Regions from separate parts of the Pan troglodytes genome. Here all the other regions are linked to region 2. Evidence: chromatin contacts called from public HiChIP or PLAC-seq data. All regions are on one chromosome and are shown on one strand. The core of a region is the stretch at or near the end of the contact, and the rest is flanking DNA. Distances in the headings are between cores, read along the strand shown. Region 1 holds the start of C12H12orf57 (chromosome 12 C12orf57 homolog). Region 2 holds the start of C1RL (complement C1r subcomponent like). Region 3 holds the start of PHB2 (prohibitin 2).

Evidence for each region. HiChIP or PLAC-seq counts read pairs in DNA pulled down with a chosen protein or histone mark.
Region 1: an H3K4me3 HiChIP or PLAC-seq map of stem cell-derived excitatory neurons shows a contact between it and region 2, with 13 times the contacts expected there. The contact joins the promoter of C12H12orf57 here to the promoter of C1RL in region 2. A contact is called at or near these places in 2 of 7 Hi-C or Micro-C datasets (blood and stem cell-derived neural progenitor cells), 1 of 1 datasets of contacts at active chromatin or transcription factors (stem cell-derived excitatory neurons) and 1 of 1 other capture datasets (stem cell-derived neural stem cells).
Region 3: a contact with region 2 is called in an H3K4me3 HiChIP or PLAC-seq map of stem cell-derived excitatory neurons, with 4 times the contacts expected there. The contact joins the promoter of PHB2 here to the promoter of C1RL in region 2. A contact is called at or near these places in 2 of 7 Hi-C or Micro-C datasets (induced pluripotent stem cells and stem cell-derived neural progenitor cells) and 1 of 1 datasets of contacts at active chromatin or transcription factors (stem cell-derived excitatory neurons).

Annotation. Positions count from the first base shown.
Region 1 is chr10:14,124,174-14,128,874 of NHGRI_mPanTro3-v2.0_pri, forward strand. It overlaps C12H12orf57 (chromosome 12 C12orf57 homolog), which reads left to right and starts at 2,532. Exons shown (of 3, transcript XM_508976.7): 1 at 2,532-2,967; 2 at 3,259-3,435; 3 at 4,534-4,701. The coding sequence starts at 2,916. The coding sequence ends at 4,685. It overlaps LOC112205115 (U7 small nuclear RNA), which reads left to right and starts at 2,600; the gene lies at 2,600-2,663. It overlaps ATN1 (atrophin 1), which reads left to right. Exons shown (of 9, transcript NM_001034165.1): 8 at 157-337; 9 at 530-563. The coding sequence ends at 563.
Region 2 is chr10:14,291,435-14,295,821 of NHGRI_mPanTro3-v2.0_pri, forward strand. It overlaps C1RL (complement C1r subcomponent like), which reads right to left and starts at 2,537. Exons shown (of 6, transcript XM_009424736.3): 1 at 2,321-2,537; 2 at 1,436-1,664. The coding sequence starts at 2,391. It overlaps LOC104001442 (a long non-coding RNA gene), which reads left to right and starts at 1,756. Exons shown (of 7, transcript XR_010147960.1): 1 at 1,756-2,138; 2 at 3,508-3,782.
Region 3 is chr10:14,153,522-14,157,811 of NHGRI_mPanTro3-v2.0_pri, forward strand. PHB2 (prohibitin 2) reads right to left here and starts at 2,275. Exons shown (of 8, transcript XM_054664046.2): 1 at 2,140-2,275; 2 at 1,919-2,003; 3 at 1,217-1,296; 4 at 129-313. The coding sequence starts at 2,266. EMG1 (EMG1 N1-specific pseudouridine methyltransferase) reads left to right here and starts at 2,403. Exons shown (of 6, transcript XM_003313470.7): 1 at 2,403-2,814. The coding sequence starts at 2,647.

The DNA of each region.
Region 1 (4,701 bases), core at 1,282-3,781, 170 kb before region 2:
CCAATTCCACTCTACCACTGGCAACTTACAGAACTGGCTGTGTTACCTGACTTTTTAGTTCATTACCTTTGTATGTAAAGGAGCTGGCTATCCCCTGGTCCAGAGCAGGTACTTGTTATCCATTGGTCATGTGCCCCTTGCCCTTCCTGCTCACAGCTGCCCCTTACCGGGACCTGCCGGCCTCCCTTTCTGCCCCGATGTCAGCAGCTCATCAGCTGCAGGCCATGCACGCACAGTCAGCTGAGCTGCAGCGCTTGGCGCTGGAACAGCAGCAGTGGCTGCATGCCCATCACCCGCTGCACAGTGTGCCGCTGCCTGCCCAGGAGGACTACTACAGGTACCCTAGGGTGCCCCAGCCCAGGGGACATGGGCTCAGCGAGCCTGGGAGGAGCTGTGGGCATGGTACGGCTGGGCACTGTGCTCCTGGGGGAGGGAACCCCTCCTCTCCCAACCCCTTCGGTAAGAGGGGGCAAGGTCAGAGTTGGTCTCAAGTCTCTTACCTCTCTGCTATGCACTGCCCCTTCCCTAGTCACCTGAAGAAGGAAAGCGACAAGCCACTGTAGAACCTGCGATCAAGAGAGCACCATGGCTCCTACATTGGACCTTGGAGCACCCCCACCCCTCCCCCCACCGCGCCCTTGGCCTGCCACCCAGAGCCAAGAGGGTGCTGCTCAGTTGCAGGGCCTCCGCAGCTGGACAGAGAGTGGGGGAGGGAAGGACAGACAGAAGGCCAAGGCCCGGTGTGGTGTGCAGAGGTGGGGAGGTGGCGAGGATGGGGACAGAAAGCGCACAGAATCTTGGACCAGGTCTCTCTTCCTTGTCCCCCCTGCTTTTCTCCTCCCCCATGCCCAACCCCTGTGGCCGCCGCCCCTCCCCTGCCCCGTTGGTGTGATTATTTCATCTGTTAGATGTGGCTGTTTTGCGTAGCATCGTGTGCCACCCCTGCCCCTCCCCGATCCCTGTGTGCGCGCCCCCTCTGCAATGTATGCCCCTTGCCCCTTCCCCACATTAATAATTTATATATATAAATATCTATATGACGCTCTTAAAAAAACATCCCAACCAAAACCAACCAAACAAAAACATCCTCACAACTCCCCAGGAACGTGGCTGTGACTGTTCTTTGCGGGATATGGGGGTGAGGCTGGGTCTCAGTGCAGCGGTGCTTAGAGAGAACTGCAGCCAGGGCCTGGCAGGGAAGCGGGAAGAGACCAGACCTTCTTAAGGAACGGGGTGTGGGGGCTGGGAAGAATTGGAGAGGGGATCCCTGAAGAGCCCAGAGCCTTGACTCAGCTGGAGGCGGTACCATGGGTGCTGGTGCCCCCTCCTGCCCCAAGGCTGGGCAGGACCACTGCGCGCCAGTGGAGGCCTCGGTCTGGGCTCTGTGGCTCATGCCTGTAAGACACGGGTGGATTGCTTGAGCCCAGGAGTTGGAAACCAGCTTGGGCAACATAGAGAAACCCCATCTTAAGACAAAATCAGCTGGGGGTTGTGGTGCACTTGTGGTCCCAGCTACTCAGGAGGCTTAGGTGGGAGGATCACTTGGGGGTCGAGGCTACAGTGAGTCATGATCACACCACTGCACTCTAGCCTGGGTGACAGAGCAAGGCCCTATCTCAAAACAAACAAACAAAAGACACCCCAACCAACCAAACACTAGAGGCCTGGGACAGGCCCACCTCTGACATGGTCAGGTCTGGGAATCTATTCAGACGGGTCTCACTGCTAGGAGCCACCAGAGTCCTCCGGAACAAAGGCTTCAGAGTCCTGAAACCTTTCCGTGGAATAGTTTAAGAAACGGTTGTGAGGCCAGGCGCGACGGCTCACGCTGGTAATCCCAGGACTTTGGGAGGCCGAGGCGGGCGGATCACGAGGTCAGGAGTTCCAGACCAGCTTGGCCAACATGGCAAAACCCTGTCTCTACTAAAAACAAAACATTAGCTGGGCATGGTGGCGCGCGCCTGTCGTCCCAGCGACTTGGGAGGTTGAGGCAGGAGAATCGCTTGAACCCGGGAGGTGGAGGTTATGGTGAGCCAAGATCCCCCCCAGCTGCACTCCAGCTTGGCGACAGAGCAAGACTCCGTCTCAAAAACAAAAAACAAAGCCGGTTATGAAGCGGGGGTGGGGTGGGCTAGTTTTAATAGGTCCAGGCGATTAGTACCTGGCATCCTTAACCACCTACAGTTTGAGAAGGGAGTGGGTGATAAAAGCCTGGAAGGGAAGGGAAATCGGGCCGGGCATTAGGCTCCATCGCTCATCAATAGACAAGGCCTTTAGGAAACTGCGACAACGGCTTTTGCTCTGGGCCTTTACTGCCGAATCCAGGTCTCCGGGCTTAACAACAACGAAGGGGCTCTGACTGGCTGCTTTCTCAACCAATCAGCACCGAACTCATTTGCATGGGCTGAGAACAAATGTTCGCGAACTCTAGAAATGAATGACTTAAGTAAGTTCCTTAGAATATTATTTTTCCTACTGAAAGTTACCACATGCGTCGTTGTTTATACAGTAGTGGGAACAAGAAAAAAGTCACCTAAGCTCACCCTCACCAAATGTGGAGTTCCTGCATATCCCATCTTCTCTCCAAACACATGAGCAGCAGTGTTACAGCTCTTTTAGAATTTGTCTAGTAGGCTTTCTGGTTTGTTTACTGGAAAGCCCCTCTTATGCAGTCTGTTTTTAATAATAGATTATTTTCACTGTGCAGAAATTAGCTACTCGATGGATAGTTTTGTTGGTCTAAATGCTGTTGTAAACCTCGGGTATGAAGGTTTGGGCCACGCCTGAAGGCTTCCGGCTGCGCCGGATGCTGTTTCCTTTCCACCCCTGCTGGCTTTGGGAACGGTGGTAGGACGCGGCTCTTTTTTCGTGAGTTTTCCATTTACATTCGCTGAACCTAGAGTTTCAGACGCCCTATGGCGTCCGCCTCGACCCAACCGGCGGCCCTGAGCGCTGAGCAAGCGAAGGGTGAGAATCATTCTAGTCAAGGCATGGGCTGCTGGTCTGGGGAGGATGCGGGCGGAGGATGTGGGGCGACAAACCTGGCTATGTCCGCCGGGAAAATGGGGTAGGAGACGCCGGGTACCGTAGGGGACGCCGGGTACCGTCATTTAAGTGGGGCGCTTGCCCCCAAGACTTGGGATCTTATTGGGTTACCTACAGCCTCAATCCACTAATTCCTTGCGCTCTCCGCTGGGCCCGCTGTCCGTTCTCCGACGCCTACCCGGGACGCCTCCCTGGGATGCTTCTGGCGCGCAGTGGTCCTGGCGGAGGTGATCCAGGCGTTCTCCGCCCCGGAGAACGCAGTGCGCATGGACGAGGCTCGGGATAACGCCTGCAACGACATGGGTAAGATGCTGCAATTCGTGCTGCCCGTGGCCACGCAGATCCAGCAGGAGGTTATCAAAGCCTATGGATTCAGCTGCGACGGGGAAGGTGGGTCAGACGCGGGAAGGCGGGAGTTGGGTCGGGAGAGGGCGCCGGATCTGTGGGCCCATGAGCGGTTGTCCCCTTTCTCGCCACACGGCGGCAGCCACAATCTGACTAACATTCTTGGCACTCAGAGCCCAGGGTCTACCCTGAGCTTGTGCGTCCGAGTTGCATTTTGTACAGTAGAGGTTCTGTATCCCTTACCCGAAATGGTTGGGACCGGAAGTGTTTCGGGTTTTTTCAGATTTCGGAATATTTACATATACATGGATATCTTGGGGGATGGGACCTAAATCTGAACACGAAATTGTTTTGTTTCATATACACGCACCTTATGCACATAGCCTGAAGGTAATTTTATATAATAGTCTGAATAATTTTGTGCATGAGACAAAGTTTTGACTGCGTTTTGACTACAGTCTCCCCCACCCCCCACTATGAAGTCAGGTGTGGAATTTTCCATTTTCGGCCTCACACTGGCACTCATAATTTCAGATTTTGGATTTTCTAATTAAGGATGGCCCACCTGTACTGTCAATCACATTATTATTCCATTTTGTGATGAGGAAGCAAACTCTAATGGTGCAGACTCTCGAGTAGCAGAGCTGGACTTAAATGCTGTTGTGCCACCTTTTAGTGACATGTCTGCATGACAGCAGGGGCTGCAGTCTCTCCAGGGTGTTTCAGCTAATTTTTGTTTGGGGGGGTTGGTGGTTAAATTTTTGGTGAGATCCTGGTGTTCCCCAAAGGTGTTGACTGATTCAGCTCTGCTGCCCCATAGCCTTCCTGAGTTCCAGCTACAGACCTGGGGTCTCGTGTTCATTCTTGGGGTTCCAGTGACTAAACTGCTAAAATGGTTCACCTGAGAGCAAGAAGCACACTGCCTTGGGACATTTTTATTCACTGCATCCCATCTAGTTGTGCCCAGTGTAGACCAAATGTCATCATCCAGACCACACGGGACAGAGGCCTGCATGCGTCCTGTTTGGCAAACAGCTGCCCAGCCAGTGGGGGAGCAGTTCATGCTTAAACTACCACCCCCTCCAGGTGTCTTAGGCACGCTGGTCCTTAGGAGAAGGGTTGACCTTCCACTCCCTCTTGCAGGTGTCCTTAAGTTTGCTCGCTTGGTCAAGTCCTACGAAGCCCAGGATCCTGAGATCGCCAGCCTGTCAGGCAAGCTGAAGGCGCTGTTCCTGCCGCCCATGACCCTGCCACCCCATGGGCCTGCTGCTGGTGGCAGCGTGGCCGCCTCCTGAGAGTTGGCCCTCCCTT
Region 2 (4,387 bases), core at 1,287-3,786:
ATAATTATTTTATGCTATGTGCTCAGATGTGAATATTTTACAGTCATAATAATGTAAATAATGAATAAAGATTTAAAAATGATAATATAGGTAAACTGGCAGAATGAGGAGGGGAAATGTGGGTGGTGAAGACTGAAGACAGATAAAGCTAGTCCTTATCTTCTATACTGTAGTTGAGCATTAATAGAAAATACGTAAAAATGAAAGACAAATAAGCATGTTATTTATACATGTGATGTTAAAGACCAGATGAAACAGCTACATGAATTGGCAAATGACTGCTCCTGAGGAGCAGCACTCAGGGGCGGGGAGGAACAGCTTGGAGACTGCTGTTATTCATAAACCTTTTTTAAAAACTTTTTTTTTTTTTGGAGACAGGGTCTCACTCTGTCACCCAGGCTGGAGTACGGTGTCATGATCAGAGCTCACTGCAGCCTCTACCTTCCAGGCTCAAGTGATCCTCTCACTTCAGCGTCCCTTGTAGCTGGGACCACAGGTGTGTGCCACCACACTTGGCTAATTTTTAAATTTTTTTGTAGAGATGGGGTCTTGCTATGTTGCCCAGGCTGGTCTCAAATTCCTGGGCTCAAGTGCTTCTTTCGCCTCAGCCTCCCAAAGTGCTGGGACTACAGACATGAGCTACTGCGCCCAGCCTTAGAAAACTTTAATTAAAAAACAAAAAGTCTTACAACTATTATGTATCCATAATAATTAAAAAATTTAAAATTAAAAAATAAAGTTCAAAAATTTATGTCATTTTGATATAAATAAAATTTAAATCAAAAGATAATGTGCTCTTTTTATTTTTATTTATTATTTACTTATTTTTGAGATGGGGGTCTTGCCATGTTGCTTAGGCTGGCCTTGAACCCTGGGCTCCAGCCCTCTGATCCTCCAGCCTCAGTCTCCTGACTATACTGCTGGGACTGCAAGCTTGCATCACTCCATCAAGTACTGTTTTTAAAATGTCCTTATTCTGAATAAGGCTTTGGCGTTAGAAGTTTTGTAATAGCTCTTCCAAGGTAAGTGTGAACGGTGACTTAATCTTTTGTTATTATTTGTGTCCAGCTTCCTCACCTGATAGAGCAGGCACTCAACAAATACATGATGACATATTTTTAACAACCAATATGTGCGTCCCTGCCCCTGGCTCCATAGATTTGCAAGATTTGTGTGTCCATTCGTAAGTCTTCCAAACGCAGGGCCTGCTTGCTGCCCTCTTTGCTCTGTGGGGCCCAGATGGCAGCCCCGGAGGCGCTGGTGGGAGGCTGTGTCCTGGGGTCCACCACTGCTCCCCGGTAAGCCAAGCCCGACTGCCCCTACATGGAAAATTCATCCCTCCTCCAGATGGGGGATTCAGGGCACCGCCACTTCCCACAACCCCGGGAATCTCCCTGGCCACAGTCCTGGCGGGACCCCCCCATCCCCAGCTCACTGTGACAGAGTCCCCTGCACAGTCCTGGGACGGCTCCAGGTCGAAGTCCTGAAAGACGAGCCTCACAGCAAAGCCCTCTGGAGCCTTGATGTCCGTGCTGCTCTCTTGGCCTTTGCCATACGGCTCTGGGTACCCGGGGGATGTCAGCTGCTGGGGTAGCTCTTGGGCCAAGAGGACGGAGCCCCGGGTTGGGCAAGCCTGGAGGACTCCCCAGAGGAGCAGCCACCACCTGTGAGTTGGGGGGAGGGCAAGGTGGGGCCGCGCAGCTATGGCCGGAAGCCTGTGGGTGTGGGAGGAGCGGGGGAGCCGCGCTAGGACTCAGAGGCCTCGCGAGGCAGGGCTAGAAGCTGTGGCCTCACCCTTGAGGCCCGGGCACTTCCCGTCTCCTCCCTTGCTCCCCTTCCTCACCCCAATCCCTACAGCCTCCCGCGCAGCCTGAGCTCTAGGATTGTGGGTTTTCCATCCTCCGAAGACATCACCTTTGCTCATCTCCCAGGAGAGTCTCATCCAAAGGAGGGGGGTGCTTTCTGCTTCAGCAGATCCCATCCCACCCTGGGATCCGAGGGAGCAATGGTGGGGCGAGTGAGGGTCTGCCGTAAATATCCCCCGACCACCCTCTGGGAAGGTGCTAGAGGCCACAGGCAAATTTCAGTCTCCCCATGGAATATCTGCTGTGCTGCTGCTGCTGCTGCTGCTGGTGCTGGTGTGTGTATGTAGGGGAGGTGTGTGTGTGTGTGTGTGTGTGTGTGTGTGTGTGGTGTGTGTGTATGTGGGGGATGTGTGTGTGGGGGGGGGTAGGGTGGGGGGAGGGAGGGTTTGCGGCCACACACCCTTTCTCTTCCCCTCCCGTCCTCTTCCCTCCTCCTCTGCCGGGGCCACACTCACATTGCGCCTGGACAGCCTTTGGAGTGAGGGCTTCTCCAGAGATATTTCCCCCACACTCTGGGTCCAGGCATCTGGAACTGGACATCTGGGACCTGCGAGAGAACTGGCCCAGGATAGGGAACAAAAGGTGAAGGCCGGTGGGGGAGGAGGAAGTTCCTGGAAATGTTAAGCAACTCCACAGTCCCCTTCTCCAATTCTCCGGGCTGAGCGCCACCTGCCGTCTGACTCAGGAACAGCGGGCCCGCCGCAGCTTAGGGGAAAAACGTCCAAAAACCTCGCTGGCCCTCAGAGGTCAGGGTGGCAGGGCACTGACTCGACCCTTTTGTACTATTTGACATTAATTTTTGCCATGTGTGTAGGATGGCTCCTTGTGAGTTATGGCTGCTGCCTTCAATCAGCCATGTCTCTTCCTCCCCGACCTTTCCGTTCACGACATACCCTGGGAGCCTCCCTCTTGTAGAATTGAAGTTTGTGATCCTTGAACTTGAGCTTTCTCTTCCTTTCCCTCCTCACCAAGCAGGGGTGGGGGACATGCGCTTAGGTGGTCTTTTGAATCCTATTCACAACCTCTGGAGGCTGCTTGTCCAGCATGGTCAGGGCTGGGGTTGAGCCCAGGTGTCCCTCAGTCCCTAGTCCCAGTCATCACTCAAGCCGTCACTCAAGCTTCTTTAGGCAGATACTAGAGCCCCTGCCTGCTCTCACCGCTCCCCGAGGAAGGACACTCACCCACAGCTTGGTAGGAGGCCAGAAGGCTCTTATGGAGATGGGTGGTCCTGTCCTCAGAGAAGGCAGGTGTGTGGAAGGCCTTACGTTGCATGCACACACAAATGCATGTGCGCGCGCACACACACCTCTCAGAGAAGAATCTATTGCTTCCCCCATTTTGCATATAGTAATATGGAGGCAAGTTACAGACCCAAACAGGGTGTGCTCTACATCTTTGGTTTTTCTAGGCTAGAGAGATTTAGGAGAGCCACAGTCTATGGCTACAAGGAGATGATAAGAGAGTGATGGCCAGGACAGATGCAATGTCTCAGGTACAGTCTTGAGATCAAGGCTACCTGTCTGCCACACCCCAACCCCAAACACAACTGGGGATGATCTCCCATACCCATCTTCGAGGAGTGGGCCTCTCTGACTAGGACTTCTTTCCTCCCCTGAGACCATTGAAACCTGCTCTCTCGTAGAACTCTTAGGGTCACCTGGAGCACCTTGGGAGCCAGAGATGCAGCCAAAGAGTGAACAATGGTACCAATCCCAAGACCCATGTGTTAAGAAGAAACCAGCCAAGACTCAGATCAGGATTGGGGAGTCCACCCCTCGTTTCCCTTCAGAGCATTATTTCCTTGTTTGCTAAGTGGGGCAGGAACTGGAAAACCCAGGCTAGCCCATCTGAGAAGACTTTCCTGGAGATGAGCTGGAGGAGGGAGGAGTAAGGCCTTGGAAGGAAACTCCAGGACAGGTAGGGTGACCGACTGTTCTGATTTGCATGGGACCGACGGGTTTCCCAGGACATGAGGCTTTCAGTTTTAAAATGAGAGAATTTCTGGGCAAGCCAGGACTGGTGGTCACCCTAAATGGATAGGGGTTAAAGTGCTGGAGTGAGGCTGGGTGAGAAAGAGCACAGGGAGCCAAGAGGGTGGGGAGGCAGTGATGCACCGGCAGCCCCAGGTGACTGGGCAGTCCAGGGTCTGGATGTGGTCCCTGTTTGGGGTAATCCAGCACTCTGAATATGAGGGCCCACCTTGGTCTCACCTAGGTGGTGTGTGTGGCTGCAGCATGAGTTAGGGTCAAGGGCAAGGGGAGGAATGGCTGGTGATGTGAGACTGGAGAAGGAGCTGATGGCTCTGTGCATAGCTGGTCACTGCAGGCCCCTGTGGGCTAGGGCTGAGCTGTGCCCCGCTGTGTTTTCAGCACCACCTCCCCTACACTGGGACCTCGTCTCTAACGGGCAGAGTGGTCAATGAAAAAAAGGGCATGCCTTGGCACATCATGGTCAAACTGCTAAAAGCCAAAGACAAAGAGAAAATCTTTTCTTTTTTTTAATCCCATCCTAAAGAATAGACA
Region 3 (4,290 bases), core at 1,025-3,524, 140 kb before region 2:
CACAGCTTTTAGGTGGAAATGGCACTAGGGTGACAATGCTTTTCTAATAAGCTGCCTTTCCTAATTCCCAATACTCTGGGCCTAGGAAGGAAAGGCTGACACCACGCAGATGGTGGTGGGAGTCAGACCTGGGCCCGCTGGGTGATCAGCTGTGAGGCATTGAACTTGGCCACCACACTCTTGAGCACCTCGTTGACAATGGACGGCAACACTCGTTCCTCGTAGTCCAGCCCTAGGCGCTGGTACATGCTAGGAAGCTCCTGAGCATTGGGTCGAGACAACACTCGCAGGGAGATATTCACCATCTGTAGGTCTGAGATTGAGGTCAGCAGTGGCTGGTCAAGGCCAAACACCCTTTCCCAAGCATTTTCTCCTTCATGTTCCTCCCTGTATGCCCTGTGCAATGGTGTACAGCCTGGCACTACCCTGGGGGGAGGAGAGTTAATCAGGCTGACAAGGAAGACAAGACGCAGCATAGGTGAAATGCACCCTCACCCACTGTGAAGCCTTGAACTGCAAACCCCGTCACCAGCAGAGCTGACTACTCTTTCCCCCTCTGTACTCTGTGCAACCTCTAACGTGGGCGCTTTCGTGCTGTACCGTAATCATGTCTCCTGTAAGGACCTGGGGGACAAGAATTTTGTTTAATGAATCTTTTATTCCCAGGGCCCAGTCTAGTAAATGAATAAGCGACCTGCACTAGGTATAGCACAAAGAAGTACATTACAGGTTACAGGTGAGCGACCTGACCCAGGGTGTATATGTGTGCGTGGGTGGGGAGGAGGAAGAGGTCTGGGGAACTCTAAGGCACGGCTTTTATGTATGGTCTAGAAGGAGAGAACAGGTGAACTAGTCAAGCGTAGGGACAAACTTCTCCAGAACAGAGTGTACTAGTGGATGTAACTGTAGATATAGTAAGTAAAGCAGTTAGAAAAAAAAAGGCTTTAAAACAAAGCTTTGATCTAGGCAGTGAATAAGACAAGGGACAAACAATACTCTTATTGAATACACGTCAGGGAGGAGACAGTAAAAAGCACGCAAACACGGTGTGTTCAGAATGTGCTGCTTTGACCGCAGGAGGCAGGTATTTTTGTTACAGGTCTTGCAGATGTGGAAAGAGGCCTAAAGGCCTGACACTACCATATTCCCCTGGGGTTTCTTGCCAGCTCCCCTGATCATCCCACCTGCCATGTGATTACCAAGTGCTCAGACCTACCTTTGGAGCCTGTAGGGGAGGAGATTTTTCGAGGTCTGGCCCGAATGTCATAGATAATGGGGTACTGGAACCAAGGGATCCTGGAGAGGACAGGGATAGGTATTAAGAGGCTGCAGTTTCGGCCGGGCGCGGTGGCTCACGCCTATAATCCCAGCACTTTGGGAAGCTGAGGCGGGCGGATCATTTGAGGTCAGGAGTTCGAGACCAGCTTGATCTACATAGTGAAACCCCGTCTCTATTAAAATACAAAAATTAGCCGGGCGTGGTGGCGGGCGCCTGTAATCCCAGCTACTCGTGAGGCTGAGGCAGGAGAATCGCTTGAAATGAGGAGGCGGAGGTTGCAGTGAGCCGAGATCGCGCCACTGCACTCCAGCCTGGGCGACAGAGCAAGACTCCCTCTCCAAAAAAAAAAAAAAAAAGAAAAGGCCGCAGTTTTACTAGCCTTGCCCAGTTTCCCCTCACCACGCGTTTTTTGGCCTGCTCCTCTCCACGACTACAGACAAGGAGAGATTCTCTTGTCCCTTTGGAAAACAACAGTTTGTATGCTGCTGGAGGTTCGCGCAGCACCCACTATCCTAGGGGCAGGGATGAGGAGGGTGGGAAAAGAGCAGCGTTCAATCCTGTTGCACGTCCGACTATAGCCACTGCTGGGTCGGCGTCAAGGGTGAAAGGTCAGGGTCAGCAGGCTCTGCCCGCCATTACCTGAAGTGAAGGCCCTCGGCCAGGATAGTGTCCTGCTGCACTCCACCGATCCGATTGAAGAAGATGGCTCTGTGCCCGCCTTCCACTGTGGGGAGATGGGTGGTGATCAGGCCAGGCCGCTGCTCAGAGGAAATGCTAGGCTCGTGGAGGGGCGCGGGGACAGGGCAAGGGGTTTGGGGGAGGGACTGGAAGCGTCCGGCGAGCGGGCGGAGGTTGCTCACCGGTGAACACAGATTCGCGCACACCGTAGGCCACGGCGCCGGCCCCCAGCAACAGCTTCAGGGCCGTGCCCATGCCCCGGGGCCCGGCGGGCAGCCGCCCCGCCAAGTCCTTCAAGTTCTGGGCCATGTCTGATCTCGAGGCCGGCGGCACCGGAGGTCAGAAGGGGGTGCCGGCCCACCTCTACCCCGCTCCGGCTTAGGTACTGCACCCTTCACACGAGGGTTCGGGCCCGTAAGGCTGGCGAAAGAAAGGGCAGCGGAAGTGCGCTCCCTTTAAAACCCTCCCCCTTAGCCCACTACGGACCCGAACTTCGCGCACAGGAATCGCGCATACGGAAGTCCCGCCCCTTTCTGGAAGGCTGCCCTCCCAGGGAGGGCAGCGCAAGACAGCAAGTCATCTCCATTTCCTAGCCCACTTTCAAAATGGCAGCCGGAAGGAAATTTGTGATTAGAAGCCGCGCTGTTCTTATTTAAGAGCGTTAGCGCAACTTCCGGTATTTTTGCAAGATGGCCGCGCCCAGTGGTGGATTCAAGCCTCGTGAACGAAGCGGCGGGGAGCAGGCACAGGACTGGGATGCTCTGCCACCCAAGCGGCCCCGACTAGGGGCAGGAAACAAGATCGGAGGCCGTAGGCTTATTGTGGTGCTGGAAGGGGCCAGTCTGGAGACAGTCAAGGTAGTTTGGGACAGGAAGTGGAGAAGTAGTAAATCGATAGGTTGGGACTCCGTGGAAAGAGGGTAAGGGGCCCAGAGTGGATGTAGAAAGCAGAGAGGGGTGAAAGATGCTTTTGAAGGAAGGTGGCTTGGTTGGCTTTGCGTTGATTTGACATCCTGGGATGGTAGTACTCATTTTTCTTTCTTTTTTTTTTTTTTTTTTTTGAGACGGAGTCTCGCTCTGTCGCCCAGGCTGGAGTGCAGTTGCGCGACCTCGGCTCACTGCAACCTCTGCCTCCCGGCTTCAAACAGTTCTCCTGACTCAGCCTCTGGAGTAGCTGGGACTACAGGCACGTGCCACCACGCCCGGCTAATTTTTTTGTATTTTTAGTTCAGATGGGGTTTCACCATGTTGGCCACGCTGGTCTCGAACTCCTGACCTCAAGTGATCCGCCCGCCTCGGCCTCCCAAAGTGTTGGGATTAGAGGCGTGAGCCACTGTGCCCGGCCGGTAGTACTCATTTTCTTTTGCTCTTTTCGAATGATATTCTAGCCCTCACCTCCTTGCTTCCAATTGGTTTACCAGGATTCTGTGGTATAGTAGTCTAAGCAGAGGAAAGTTTCATTCCTTGCGTCATTCCACATCCCAAGACAAGTTACTGGGCAGATGAGAAAGGTAGTTATGTAGCCTAGTCCGCCCACACTTTTTGTAAGGGCTTCGTGTTTCAATTCATTAGTGTCCATAGTCACCTCTCTCTAATATCCACCTATGATACACTGTCCAGACCTGGTTATTATTTAAAACTTTTACATCTGCATTTTTATCTATCATTCATCTCTTTCCCCACATGTAATAGAACCAGCAGTTCTCTATCTTAAAGCCTTGGGCAGTGTTCTTCCTCCTCCTTTCTCTTACCCGTTAGAACTAATTGAATAGGCCCAGAAGAAATCGCATTGGTTTAGAAGTCAGGCCAGGATTTTAATCTTCGTTCTAAATACACTTTTTTTTTTTTTTTTTTTTTTTGAGATAGAGTCTCAGTCTCTACCAGGCTGGAGTGCAGTGGCACGATCTTGGCTCACTGCAGCCTCCGCCTCCCGGGTTCAATCGATTCTCCTGCCTCAGCCTCCAGAGTAGCTGGGATTACAGGCCTGCGCCTGTAATCTATTAAAAGAATAGAAAACATGATTATATCCTACTAATGGGTTGAAACTGTATTATTCATTCAAGAAGGTTTTTTTCTTCTATAACTAAGGGTGTCTCATGGACTTAGTTCTTGGTCATTTGTTCTTTGTGCTCTCTGTGACATTACTTCAACTATTCAATTTCAAAATCTACATCCCTTTTTTCGCAGACTTTTTGGAGCCATATATCTCAAGAATGTTGCTAGACATATACATTCCAGTGATACATAAAAACTTAGCCTTCCAAAACTTGTATTTGTATATAACAGTTTGTTTTTAGACTTTTTACTGACCACCCTAATGCTCCTTGGGACTCC